Linked DNA regions of Mus musculus: region 2 is linked to region 1. Evidence: chromatin contacts called from public HiChIP or PLAC-seq data. All regions are on one chromosome and are shown on one strand. The core of a region is the stretch at or near the end of the contact, and the rest is flanking DNA. Distances in the headings are between cores, read along the strand shown. Region 1 holds the start of Iqsec3 (IQ motif and Sec7 domain 3). Region 2 holds the start of 1700063H04Rik (RIKEN cDNA 1700063H04 gene).

What was found. HiChIP or PLAC-seq counts read pairs in DNA pulled down with a chosen protein or histone mark.
Region 2: a contact with region 1 is called in an H3K27ac HiChIP or PLAC-seq map of embryonic stem cells, with 6 times the contacts expected there. The contact joins the promoter of 1700063H04Rik here to the promoter of Iqsec3 in region 1. A contact is called at or near these places in 2 of 39 promoter capture datasets (embryonic stem cells and liver) and 1 of 115 datasets of contacts at active chromatin or transcription factors (embryonic stem cells).

What each region holds. Positions count from the first base shown.
Region 1 is chr6:121,469,807-121,476,767 of GRCm38.p6, reverse strand. It overlaps Iqsec3 (IQ motif and Sec7 domain 3), which reads left to right and starts at 3,090. Exons shown (of 14, transcript NM_001033354.3): 1 at 3,090-3,743. The coding sequence starts at 3,205.
Region 2 is chr6:122,386,864-122,393,824 of GRCm38.p6, reverse strand. It overlaps 1700063H04Rik (RIKEN cDNA 1700063H04 gene), which reads right to left and starts at 2,446. Exons shown (of 2, transcript NR_152109.1): 1 at 2,294-2,446; 2 at 1,138-1,801. RefSeq lists an enhancer at 1-1,220.

The DNA.
Region 1 (6,961 bases), core at 1,841-4,340:
TCTCTCTCACACACACACACACACACACACACACACAGTGGAAGAGATGGCACAGAGTTCAGCCCTTAGTAGGAAAGATGAATTAGCTCTAGAGTGGTCATCCTCCTAGACTTGACCTATCAAAGCTCAAAATGAAAGCAGACCCAAGAAATCTATCTACCTGCTAGGACAAAAAAAAAAAAAAAAAAAAAAACAAAAAACAAACAAACAACAACCAAAAAAACAGTGCTCTTAAAGGAAAAATAACAGAATGTGGACTTAGTGAAATCACAGTCAAAATGTAAAGCATTTGCTACACATGTAAAGGGACAGGAAAAGGAAAACCCAAAATAAGAGAAAACAAGCAGAGCGAAGAAAGAAATTGGAAGAATATTTTTAAAAAAAGAAATAGATGAAATTTATACAGTTGAATCTTCAAGCTGTAACAGAGAAAATTAAAAAACTGAGAACATGACACCAGAGACTCAATGACCTATAGAGAAACATTAGACAATCTAGAGAGTTTATGTTTGAACTCACTGATGCTTAGAACTTCTGCAATATACATCTGCTGGGAAGCCCATCCAGTATAAATTTCATTTCAGATATTACATTCCTAGGGGGTGAAACACTGCTTATAAATTCCATTTAGTTATTTTTTTTGTAAAATCACATTTCTTGCCCCATTGTGTTCATATATATCTTTAAGCCCTTAAACATATTTAGAGCAGCTGTCTCCAGACCGCGCCTGCGGATTCGGCTCCCCGTCATTCACTGTGTTTCTGCTTTTCTCCTTCTTTGAGTCATGATGGGAGTAAGAATGGGCATAAACTTCTCGTCCGAAAATGCAAGCCACGGACCCAGGAACTGTGCTTGCAAGTACTGAAAGAAAATAAAAGTCGGCCCAGAACTAAACCCAGAAAAAAGAAACCCTGGAAAGGAGAGAAACCGGAGGCCTCAGCACAGCTGCTGGGAACCAAAGCACAACCACTGGGCAAGGTCACTAGGAAGTTTCATCCTAATTTAAACAATCCGGAATTCCAATTCTAGATTTTTACTCTTGACAAAGCATCTCCACCGGTCCTCTGGTAACAATAGACGCTTATTCTATACAGGCAGAGCAGACTGCTGATAACAGTGTTTTCATTACTACACAGCCCATTTTCCCTGTGCAGTGAGCTCAGTGAACTTTTCTTTCTTAAAATAAAAGCGCTACTTCTCTGCTCTCATGTAATTCTGTAACTGCAAGTTCATGCCTGGATGGCCTGTGATTCCGAGGTTTATTTCTTTCTGAGAGTTAAGAGTTATTGTATAACTTGCTTGTGCAGATGCTGGACTGTGACTTCATGTGTGCATAGTGCTTTCTGCTGAAATAGTTATGTGGGGTTTTTCAGGAAAAATAATGAGTCTGAGGAAAATAATAAAAAGGCTTTTGATTATGTATCATTGTATAACAAGGAAGTGTGTAACCAATAAAGACTGCAGTGAACGAGAGAGAGAGAGAGAGAGAGAGAGAGAGAGAGAGAACCAAAAGCTGTCTCCGAGCTCAGCTTCAGAACAACAGTGAGTCACTTGTCAGCTTGCACCTGCAAAAAAAGAAAAAAGTGCTAAACAACAAAAATGTCCACCAACAGCATCAGCAAATAAAGGAAGAAAAAAAAAAAAACTATGCTATGTCTGTTGTTGATACCACTCCAAAATAAAAAAGAAATTAATGGTATTTGTAACGGAATGGAGGGACCACATACATATCAGACACAAGCAAGTATACATTATGTGACTTCGTTAATATTAGATTCCACAACAGGCAAAACTAATGTGTGTTTAGAGGAAGCAGATGAGTGCTTAGCTGGGGCTGGGGACAAGAAGTTGAACAGAGCAGAGGGGTGCTTATTACACGTAACAGTTTTTTTGTTTGTAGTGATGAGCGATCGGGTGTATACTGTCAAAATCCACGGAGCTGTGTAGTCAGAATGAGCGCACACTGTTGCATATGAATTATTACTCCAAATACCCTGAGACCTCATTTCTAGAGAAAAATCTAGCCCTAGCAGCCTTCCTGCCTTAATTTTCCTCCTGGCTGACCTAGTATAATGCTGCATCTAGTGGATGTTATGTGCAAAAACTGAAAAATTAACAGATAATTCCATGTTGATTCATGTCTCTGAGCTTCCAGGAAAACCCCTCCCTCCTCAAATGTTAATTCTTCCAAGAAGCATTCCGGAGATCCCCAGACTGGTGACTCCTACAACACTCTGATCACAGCTCTGTCTTACTCCCACCTTTCAAAATTAATTATTAAGTCTTTGATCCACTGCTTATAAGCTACAAGAAGCCAACAAATCCATCCTGGTAGTTTTTATTATATCATCTCCTAGTCCAGTATTTACTAATTGCATGTGCTTCCTAACTGTCAAAAAGAATGGTTGCTTCAGAAGGTTCTGGAAGCGGGAACCTCAGAGGTTCTATTTGGTTTCTGTTCCTGTCAGAGAGGTCCAAAGAGCCATGAGATCTCATTTCCAGAGAAAAATCCCTGCATGTGCAGCCTTCCTGCCTTAACTTACCCCCGCCAGAACTAAGCAACAGACACACGCCTTGTTCTCTAGGGTCTCATAACTGTTCACGGACATCCTACAGAGCAAATTGTTGAGCATCAAAAAGGCAGGTGTGTCTCCTCCCTAGAAGGTCTTAAAAATGGGCCCTGCCTCTGAGGTGCCTAGATACAGGAAAACGTGACTGTGACCTTTTAGAGCTGGGTGCCTGTACTTCTCTATGTCTTTGGCAGCTTCCTTTATTCTTCATCTTTCTCTGGCGGCTTCCTTTTTGTCTTAGTTCTATAGCACTTTCCCAGCGCTTCTGCTTGGGTTGGCTCTTCCTTCTTCCCTGGTAGGACTGATCTCCATCCTGGATTTTCATAGAGTATTTTGCTCGACCCAGCCTCTTCCCCTCTGCTCCCCATCCCCACCCGCCTCTCCTACGCCCCCGCGGGAAGCAGGGTTCCTCACGAAGCCCAGAGGTGGGAGGTGGGCCCTGGCGCCGGTCCGCCCCTCAGTGCGTGTGCGAATGCCTGTGTGGCGGTGACGCGCAGGCGACGGCGGGAAGGGGAGGGAGAGAGAGGGAGGGAGGCCACCGACCGCCAGAGCTGCTGGGCTGCTGGGCTCCTGCGCGCTCACGCTCCCCGCCGCCCGCCTAGGCGCAGGCAGGGCGCAGGCGGCGGCGGGCGGCATGGAGAGCCTGCTGGAGAACCCGGTGCGCGCCGTGCTCTACCTCAAGGAGCTCACGGCCATCGTGCAGAACCAGCAAAGCCTCATCCATACCCAGCGCCAGCGCATCGATGAGCTGGAGCGGCGTCTAGACGAGCTGAGCGCGGAGAACCGCAGCCTGTGGGAACACCAGCAGTTGCTGCAAGCCCAGCCTCCGCCTGGGCTGGTTCCCCCGCCGCCGTCTGCCCCACTGCCTGCTCCTGCAGTCACTGCTCCGGCCGCCGCTGCGGCCCAGGAACCGCTTCAGGACCACGGACAGCTCATACCCGCTTCACCGGAGCCGCCGCTTCAGCACCACGGTCAGCTCCTGGCGCAGCCCCAACCTGCACCCAGCAGCAGGGTTCAGACTCCTCAGTCGCCCCACCAGCACCCGGTGGCACCCGGGGCCATAGCTGACAAGGAGAAGGAGCGTCCCTCGAGTTGTTGTGCTGCCGCGGGAGCCCTGCTTCAACACGCATCCCCCGCCGCCCTCGGCAAGGGCGTCCTGAGCAGGAGACCCGAGTGAGTGGGGACAAGGAGGTGGGAGAAGCAAGTGGGTGTGAGGAAATGGGAAATCTGTGTGTAAGAGTGAAGGACTTGAGCACTGTGAAGTGAAGCGGGCAAAAATGCCTTGGGTAAAAAAATGTGTCAAGGAGAGTCCCGCAAAGGAGGGCTTGAGATCCGCGTTGGAAGGTCTGTGGTGGTTGGAGCCAAAGGAAGTATTTGGACCATCTTTGGAGCAAAAAATGAGAGGAATGGGCTTTAACTGGTTGGGGATAATGATAACTTCCAGAAATTAAGGGAGATAAAATTGGGAGGAAGTTGGGGGCAAAAAAATTAAGCCAAAGCAGGGGACCATTGAAGGATTTAAGCTAGGAAAAATTCGGAAGTGAGTTTGCATAGTACAACTGTTTAAATAAAGAGTGAGACACCAAAACAGACTTGATCAGGAAGTTTAAGCGCTTTATAGGGGCTGGGGTCCAGCAGCAAGGATTAGAGTGGGTAGGATAAAGCAAAGGACAGGAGGTGGGGGGGGAACGGGAACAGGCAGGGGAGCTGGATACAGGAAGATGAATGGTGGGAGACAGCGCTGCCCAGGGGAAGGAGCTGGCTCTTTATCTGATGCAGTGGGAGTCAGAGCCAGGAGTGGCTCACTTGGGAAAGCTTTCTCCCTTCTGACCCAAGTGAACATCTTTATGCTGAGCCTCTATAGTGCCAAGGCATACGCAGAAACAACCCTCCAGACTCCTGGATGTCTCTGTTTCAGCTTGAGGACTCACCTGGCTGGAGCTCTCCACTGACTCAGAAGCTTATCTGGGTTCAAATCATGGGAAGAGAACAATGAGATCAGAGACAGCTGGAAAGCAGTTTCTTGAATGTAATGCCTCTATAAATCTCTGTGGTGGCCTCTTATGGCAAGCCTTGTTTCCCTTTGGTTATTAGGAAACCTCATCTTGGATTCCAGGAGAAATATTAATTGTCCCCACGCAGAGTCTAGGGCCTCAAGATTTCTTTTCACTTGTGAGGTCCATGGTATAGGAATGTGGGAGGATGAGATAAAGGGGGCTGGAACGTTTTCTCCTCTGTATTGAAAGAGCCTGGCGATGCTGTCAGTATTGCTTCTTTTTAGACAGGCGAGAGAAGAACAGCCCCGTGGCAATCAGTACCTGGTTAGCAGTGGCCTTCATGGTGTGATGCTACAGGAGAGGGAGGGGCAAGTGAGGAGAGCCGCCGAGTGCCTCATCTCTATTTGCATGTGCTTTATGTCTGGAAGACACTTGTGAAGACTGGCTGCATCACTTAAAAGCTCACCTCTTCTCTGCCCCCTACCTCACTTTCCTCTCCCATCAAAGTGGAGTTTAAAAGGTGAAGTAGGCATGCTTGATCACAGGGTAGGTTTGGACAGAAGCACAGAAGCTCAGGGATGACCTGGCTTGATAGACCTGAAGCATCTGATTCAAGACCCAAAAAAATCCTCCGTGGCCTATTTGTCTTTCAGTTTTATGGCTGTCTTTTTTTTCCCCCCTTGGTCTGAAAACCAGAGAGTTGGGTTTTCCTCAATGTCCACAACTCAGCTAAAGGCAACATTCTTCCACGATATTATATAGCCTTTTCCCCCAACAGAGGGAACAATTCCACCCCACTACCATGGGGGCAGCCATAGAGGCCTGACACTTAGAATTCTTCACTTGAATTCTCTCCTCATTATATCTGGTATCCTCTTTCTCTCCTATTACAGCCTCAGTGTCTTTGCAACTTGTTGGGAAGCTGTGATTGATAAGAATTGATGACTGATCTTGTTCTTGGAGAAAGACTTCTCTGTGGCCCCCAAAGGGTCCCAGAGAGCCCATGCCTTCTATACAGATGTTCCTGCTAGGAGTCCAGAGGTTGAGGAATCACCTGGATTCCTCTCGGGCCTCACATGTCAATACCATGTGACATCCTTGAACTCTGTCTTCCCTACCCTGTTTCTGCTTCCCATGGACCAAAAATAAGAACCAACCAGCATGGTGGAAGGCAATGGAAGATGCTGTGAACATGTTACTAGGCACTAAGGGGTTTATCGTAACATTAGCTTCTCTGGAGTCTCCAGCCTTTTTCAGGCCTAGATACCCAGAAACATCAAGAGTGAGCACATAGTTACCTTACTTCCCTTCAACTTTCTTCCCTTCTTTGTGAAGTAAAGCACACCTCGGATGGCTGGAGGTCCCTGGAATGATATTTCTCTCCCATGTTTTTGCCTGACTTCAAGCAACATCTCCCCCATAGAACTCAGGAGTGAATCACTGTGGCTCATTAATTTAGCTCACTCTGTCCTCTACCCATGGCCTCATGGATGTTTATCCTTTGGGAATTCCTTAGCCCATGGGGCAAGGATAGATGGATCCAGCAGGTAGAGAGAGACCTCCATGTATAGGGTGAAGGAAGGGACCAGGACCAGCAGCCAGTGCCCCTGAGCCCCACCTGGACCAGTGCCCCTGAGCCCCACCTGGTCCTATCCCATGCTTCTGCTAAGTCAGTTCCCTATTGTGCAGAGAGGGAAGAGATGGAACAGGAAGGTCTTCAGATCACAAGTTTCCTGCAAAGCTTTGCTTATTCCTCTCTGTCCTCATTACAAAAGGAGAATGTAGGTCTATATAGGTGACTACAGATGGGTAAACACTGTTAGATACCGTACACACACACACACACACACACACACACACACACACACACACACACACACACACATTGCCAGCCACACAGTCGGCTCTCTCCTTCAAGTCCTCTTCTTTCCCAACTCTGGGAAGGAGCACAGGAGCTCAGGAGCTGAGAAATGATAGATCATTTAGTGGCCATCTGATAGGGATTAGTGTGCAGCCTGGCCTCTCTCCCTCCTTCAGCTGGGGGACACACAAAGGAGTTGGCCTTGGGATCCAAGCTAAGAAAGCAGCAGTGTGGAGGCGGGTGAGTACAGCCATATTACAGAAGCCCTAGGGGTTAGCGTCCTTTCTCTGCCTGCTTCCCGCTCCTGCTAGCGCAAGCCCCAATGTTTATGCTATTTAATGGAAGCAGCAAGCATAGCTTCTTCCTCTTTGTTTTTTTTTTCCAATCAAGGCTCACAGCATCTACGGAATTGATTATTATCTTTTTCCTGGCTGGAGCCAGGTCTCAGCCTGACCTGGAAAAGACCCCTTGCTATAGAAGCTGCCTTTGTGACCATGGCTTCCATTACAGCATATTTGCCCACCTACTCAATC
Region 2 (6,961 bases), core at 1,197-3,696, 920 kb before region 1:
CCTCTGATAAGCACACAGCTGCTCGGTGAGGTAATGCACAGGCTCTGGAAACGTGCGTAGAGCTGCTGTTCGTGGTGAGATACAGACATAGCCCCTAGGGAGGCCCCAGAGGAAAGAAACTGACTTCTGAGCTTTGAGGGGTTTTCTGTCTCTTCATTAGTCACCAGGGAAAGGAAGTTCGCAGATGGAGGGGCAGAAACACCTGAGGGTTAAAGCGAAAGGTGAGTGCGTATGCGTAGTCTCAGGGAAAGCGATGCTTTACAATCCTAGATAAGAGTTCCTATGCACAGAGACAACTGGAGGAGAATGCTAACGATAAGGAGCGACTTCGAGGCAGTGTGGACCCCGAGGCCTCAGCAGACTGAGCAGAGCAGAGGTGTGTGTAGAATGGCTTGTGTAGGTGAACATGTGGCTCTTGTTTCCGCCATCTCTCTTCTATTTCCGGCCTGGAAGGCTCCTGCTCTCATTGACCTTCACCTCCAGACCGCCCCCGCCCCCTTCCCTCATCATCCACAGCCCATTTCCCAGCAGAGCTGTCACAGCTGACGAAATGCAGTTCTTCATGGAGATGTGCTCTGGCAATCAGGTGAGAGGGGAGTAGAGAAGAGTAAAAAAATGAGTTGGGCCAGAGCAGCGGTGGCGCACGCCTTTGGACCAAGCATTCGAGAGGCAGAGAGAGGCGAGCGGATCTCTGAGTTCGATGCCGCCCTGCTCTACAGAGCAACAGAACAAGGAAGCTTCAGGACGGCCAGGGTTACAAAGAAAAACCCTGTCAAGAAGGGGTGGGGGTGGAGGAAGGAGTTAGGTGAAGAGAAAGATCTCGTGTGTGTTCCGGAGTTGGAGGCAAAGCAAGTTCAGCGCGCAGTGTGGAGAGAGCATCAAAGTCGGTTGTCACACTGTACCTGCCGTTTAGAAAATCTTTGGTGTTTAGATCTATGCTGAAATCTCTTTCTCCACCACCCCCATCGTCCTCCTGGTCTCCCCCCTCCTGCTCCTCCTCCTCTTCCTTCTCCTTCTCTTCACCCCCCTCTCGACACCTCCTGAAGTCATGACAGAGCTAGAGGTGGATAAGATGATTGTGAGTTCAGGACTTTAAAGAATGGTCAAATTCTGAGGACCCAGTGACTAACGCTTGTAGAAAGCATAAACATCTTTATTTTTAATACATTTGTGGCTGAGCTAGCTAGACCTCATTGGGCACATTGACGCATCATTTGTTGGTCTCTATGGTCAGGACATGCACTTGAAAACTTTACTAGATGCCAAAGTCAAGAAGCCAGGAGATGGCAGTTGCTACCCTCCACTCGACAGCACTGCCACTCAGGGAGGTAAGCTGTGGGACCCTGGACCCTGAAAACCAGCTCTGCTCTCAGACCGAGTCTGCCACTTCAGATTGGTTCTGTGTCGTAGATGCAGGACATTTCCAGAATATCTCTCCAGGAAGAGCCTTTGAAGCCTGGATCCCGTATCTGTTCAGTCTCTGATCACAACTCTTTGTCCGTACTTCCCCGGTGGCCTTTCTGACTTCTCCTCTCCGTGGCGGTCCTTTTCTTTGTATGAGTGAGTTCTCTGGTTGGCTCTGAATTTCTTACCAATCTCCCAGATCATAATGGGAGTCTTGTTTTCCTGTATTTTCTTCTTAGCCTCGTCAGCAGATGGCGGTATTGCCCCGAAGGCTGGGTTGGCATCGCTATCGCCATCGCCCGCAGACAGAGGGCTCTCAGAGGACTCCAAGTCTTTCCCAGAGACCTGGCTGTGGGAATTGATTCCAGTAAGTTTCATGTAAGCGATGGGATAGAGTCTGCAGAAAAGTCAGAATCGTTTTTTTTGGAAAATCTCAGTGTCAGGAACTCCTCCCCCAGCCCCACCCCCGGAGAACAAACTACACATCCACGAAGCGCACGCACACTGCATGTTCACCCTAAGTCCACACTGATGCTTAAAAACACTGACTACGTTCCCATTTTTGACAAGCCAAGAGCCACATAATCGTGACACCCCACCAGCCACATAATCGTGACACCCCTTTTCTCGGGTGCGGACGCCTCTACTTTTCCTTTTGCAGATCAGTCCTCTCCAAGGCGCTGCTGCTCCCCCCACACCCAGCAGACCTAACTTAGATTCTTGGGGATCAGGGTGATCCAGGCCACAGTTCCCGGTGCCATCACTGAGCGGAAGGCTGTGACAGTCTACAACCTCCCATTCCAAAGGCTTCGCCTGGGCTGACTGCTTTCTGCCCACTCTTGGTTGACCTGACGCTGCTTTTACTCAGTCATTCGTGGGGAATCCTTACTTCCACCGTCTTCAGTTATCTAAAGGACTGCATCGGGATGAGAATGGGGATACTAGAAGCTGTGCAGCCCTGGAGTCTCGGGCCCACACCACAAGGCTGTCCCTAAATTGGAAGCATACGGGACTTCCCTGGGAGAGGCCATGTTGGCGTCTCAGGCCCCGAGTTTCCCTAGCACTATCTTCTATGCTCACACCACCCTTCTCTCTCCACCCCTGCCCCCTCCCACCTCCCTTCTTTCCTTCCTTCCTTCATATGTAAGTTGAGCACACGGCTTCAAGCCCCCTAACCAAACGCTCTACTTTTTTGTTTGTTGGTTTTAATTTATATTATTCTTGGACAGTTCCATACATGACTACATTTTTATCGTTCCCACCTCCCGTTATCCTTTCTCATCCCATTCCCACCTCCCAGCCTGCTTTTTATTTTGAGATGGAGTCTCCACAAAGCTGCTTCCACTGGCCTTGAACGCACTCTGTAACCCAGCCGGGATTTGGGTTCGAGCTCCTGACCCAGCCTGCTGAGGAGTGTTTACAGGCCCGTGCTGTCATGCTCCACTTTCCAGAACTTTATCTCTTTAATCATTCGGGTTCAGACTCACGTGATCGTGAGTGCCCGTAGACTCATGGCCAGATTATCTGGCCTCCAGCTGCCTGTGCGCTGATGGTGCAAAGACCTGTCAAGCTGGGGAAGCGAGGGCTGATGGGCTGGGAAGCCGGCAGGCTTGGAGACCTCCCTCCATGTTTCCTGCTCCATGTGCTTGCTTCTGCTTTCCTCCCGTTTATTTCCCTCTCTCCTTTCCTTCCGAGGCTATGTGGTAAGTAAATGAGCAAAGACTCAAAAATGATGTCCAAACAAATCCATCCAACCTGGAATATCCTGAGGGTGAAAGGAGAGCTTTTGGTACTTATGACAGGACAAGGACTCACCACAGGACAGGTAACTAGTCTGCTTTAATGTGTTTACCCATTTTTAAAAATATTTTTTATTTATTTATTTTTTTTATATGTAAGTACACTGTAGCTGTCTTCAAACACTCCAGAAGAGAGCATCAGATTTCGTTAAGGATGGTTATAAGCCACCATGTGGTTGCTGGGATTTGAACTCAGGACCTTTAGAAGAGCAGTAGGCGCTCTTAACCACTGAGCCATCTCACCAGTCCTACCCATTTCTTAAAAAATATTTTGTAATAGTATCTTCTAGTCTCCTGTTGTAATTGTTGTCTCTGAGGCTTACTGTGTTAACTTAGGCCTAGTCCTGGAAGCTTCTAGCCTCTGTATAGTCTTATCTAGGCCTAGAATGTTTCCAACCTCTGAGACTTACTGCTGAGTGAGCTCACCCTTTCTTTTTTCTGTGGGAAGCCGTTGCAGAGTGGCAGTTGCAGAGTGGCAGTTGCAGAGTGGCAGTTGGCTACTGCTGGCCACCACACATACATAGGCAGTGAAGGTTCTTTTGCCAAGACAAGTTAACCAATCAGATGTGAGATACACCTCTCCTAGGCCTATGTAAGCAGCGCCAGTTCTGGGCTCAGGGTCTTTCGCCTCTACAATCAAGCTCTCCCAATAAACGTGTGCAGAAGGATCCTGTTGCAGCGTCGTTCTTCCTGGCCAGTCGAGCGCGCGCAAGATTTTTCTTTTTCTTTTTTTTTTTTTTCTGAACTCTATTGAACCAACTGAATTGCTCTGCTTGACCTCAAGCCAACTCTGGCAGTATGTTCTAATCTTCTGGCTTCTTCTTATTCTCTGGCTTGTTCTGTCTTCAGCTGTATCTAGCTTGTTTTCTCTTTAACCTGTTTCTGTAAAACTCCTCTCTCTCCCCCACCCCCTCTCTCTTCTCCTCCCCTCTCTCTCCCCTTTTTCTTTTCTGCACTTCTCTCTTAAGTAGGCTCTCTTTCCTGTCTGTTCTCCTGAGAGTTGGGTGTATCCTATTCTGTCAAATCTTTCTCTGATTTGTCACTTGGTCTGCTATTCAATTAGGCATCACTTTCAAACATGGGCACTGCCTTCCACAAACTAACTTTACCTTCATTGTTTAGGATTAAAGGTGTGTACTAAGGGCATGTCTGAATTCCAGCCAGAAGGATGAAATGTGTGCTAAGACTGAGCCACACCACAACTAGAAACAGCTTTTTCAGCAAATAAACCAATCTCAAGGTTCACAGTGTGATCAAATATATCCTGTAACAATGTTTGTTTGTTTGTTTGTTTGTTTGTTTGTTTGATGTGTATATGCCTGGTGTGTGTCCATGTGCCATGTGCATACAGGATCCTGTGGAGGTCAGAAGAGGATCCCTGGAAATGGAGTTATAGGTGGTTGTGAGCCACCATGCCCATATTGGAAATTGAACCAAGGTACTGGACAAGAGCAGCCAGTGATCTTAACCTCTGAGCCATCCTTCCAGCCCCTATACTGAATCATTTAATCTTCATACCAACCAACTGGCTGTTCTCTTGGAGTAAATAACTGCCATCAAAATATGTATTAGTTCTAAATGACTGTAAAACTTAGTGGGTTGGAAGAACAAACATGTATTTATTTATACACAGTCACATATATTTCAGGTTGACCTCAGATTGGCTTTGTAGCTAAGGATGGTCTTGAACTTCTGACCCAAGCCTCCATCTCCCAAGTGCTGGGATTATTGGCATATGATCCCACCCTTGGTCTGTACGGCATCCAGGTCTCTCCTGAAGCTGTCTAGCTGTGTTTTCACCTGCAGACTCGAGAGGAGAAGATTGGCTTTCAAGCCCGCTTCAAAGCCTCAGTTTCTGACAGGCACACAGACTGAATGCCACAGTTCTTGGCTTCGGCTGTCAGCTGGAGTTCTCCTTCCATAGCTCACCACATGAGTCTTCTCTGGGCTGCTGCATCACCAGGCAGCTGCCTTTCTACAGAGATGGCAAACCTGCACCCTAGAGAGAACCTGCAGTCTTTGTATAATACTAAGAAGGGATAACCCATTACTCCGGCTCTGTCTCTTCACTAGAAATGAGTCACTTGGGCTGGGAACACGCTTCAGTGGTAGAGTGGTGGCCTAGGATGTGTTACAAGGTCCCTAGTTCCACCCTCAGCACCAAAACAACAGCATAAAACCAAACACCCTACCCTACTCAGTGATGTCACTCAATCCATCCCTCACCTCAAAGAAGGTAGCCATCAAAATTCAGGGCTCCTATACTCTTGGCAGTCACCTTTCACACTGTGACCTCCTCACTGGCATCGCCCAGGATTGCCAGAGAGATGCAGAATCCAGGCACTGTGACAAGACCCCAGGCCATGCCAGTCTGAGCTTCTAAAGGGGAAGAGACCTCACTGGTCCCTCTGATGATTATGGCTGATACCTTCCCTTCCTTTATCTCCTCTCGGGTCATATTAACTTCAATAATATTACAAAGACTATAGGAAGCAATGAACTCTGTGGCTAAAAGGGAATTGTCCCTAACAGAGGCTGGAGTGACACTCTCTCATCAAGTCAGTCCTTGTCAAGGTCTTTCAGGCATGGTTTCAGAGGTAGAGAAGACAACCATACAGGATGCTCAGTGCCTCATCCTGGCAGTCAGTGCCACAACCCACATACTCTATTCCCAGTCTAGAAACTTCTGTGTTGTCCTCCCTTGGCCCTCTACTTTAGCCTTTTGCCTCATCTATACCCATAGCCTATGAAAGTGCTCAGTGTGAAGACTGGCTCACTGGAAATACCCAAATGAGTGTTCACTTCCCTTATTAAAATTCATGACCTCATCAGTTGCTGTTTTAATCCATTATAAACCCCACTGTCAAGCCTCTGAAATTTTTTCTAAAGTTGCCCCTAGATGTAGGCTGTGTCTAGAAAGAAATTTACAGAAAGAGCCCATCCCTGGATTGAAACAAAGTCATTCTACGCTTTGAAGAAAACCTCCCCTCTCTTAAATTCTGAGGGAAGCCATGGGAGCATGGGGAAAGGCTTTGCACCCCTGCCCTCCCCCATCCTTCCTGTTTCTGTTCCTATCATGCTGTTCATCTGATGCTCACCTGTGGGGAGCCGCACTCACATTTGCCATTATAAGATGGCGCTGACAGCTGTGTTCTAAGTAGTTAATCTGCACATGTGCAGGGGCAGTTTTCCCGCCATGTGCTCTGCCTTTCTCGTGATGACAACTGGGTCGATGGGCTGCAGCCAATCAGGGAGTGACACGTCCTAGGCGGAGGATAATTCTCCTTAAAAGGGACGGGGTTCTGGCACTCCCTCTCTTCGTCTCTTTCTCTTCCTCTTTTCCTCTGCTCTCTTCCTCTGCTCTCTTCCTCTGCTCTCTGCCTCTCTCTCTCTCTGCCCCTCTCTCTGCCTCTCTCTCTGCGTCTCTCTGCGTCTCTCTCTCTCTCTGCCCCTCTCTCTGCCTCTCTGCGTCTCTCTGCGTCTCTCTCTCTCTCTCTCTCTCTCTCTCTCTCTCTCTCTCTCTCTCTCTCTCTCTCTCTCTCTCTTCCTCTCTGCCTCTCTCTGCCGCGCTCTTCCTCTCTTGCTCCTGAGTAAGCAATAAAGCTTTGCCGCAGATGATTCTGGCTTGTTGCATCTTTCCTGGCCGGTCACGAACGCCCTGGATTGAAACAAAGTCATTCTACGCTTTGAAGAAAACCTCCCCTCTCTTAAATTCTGAGGGAAGCCATGGGAACACGGGGAAAGGCTTCGCACCCCTG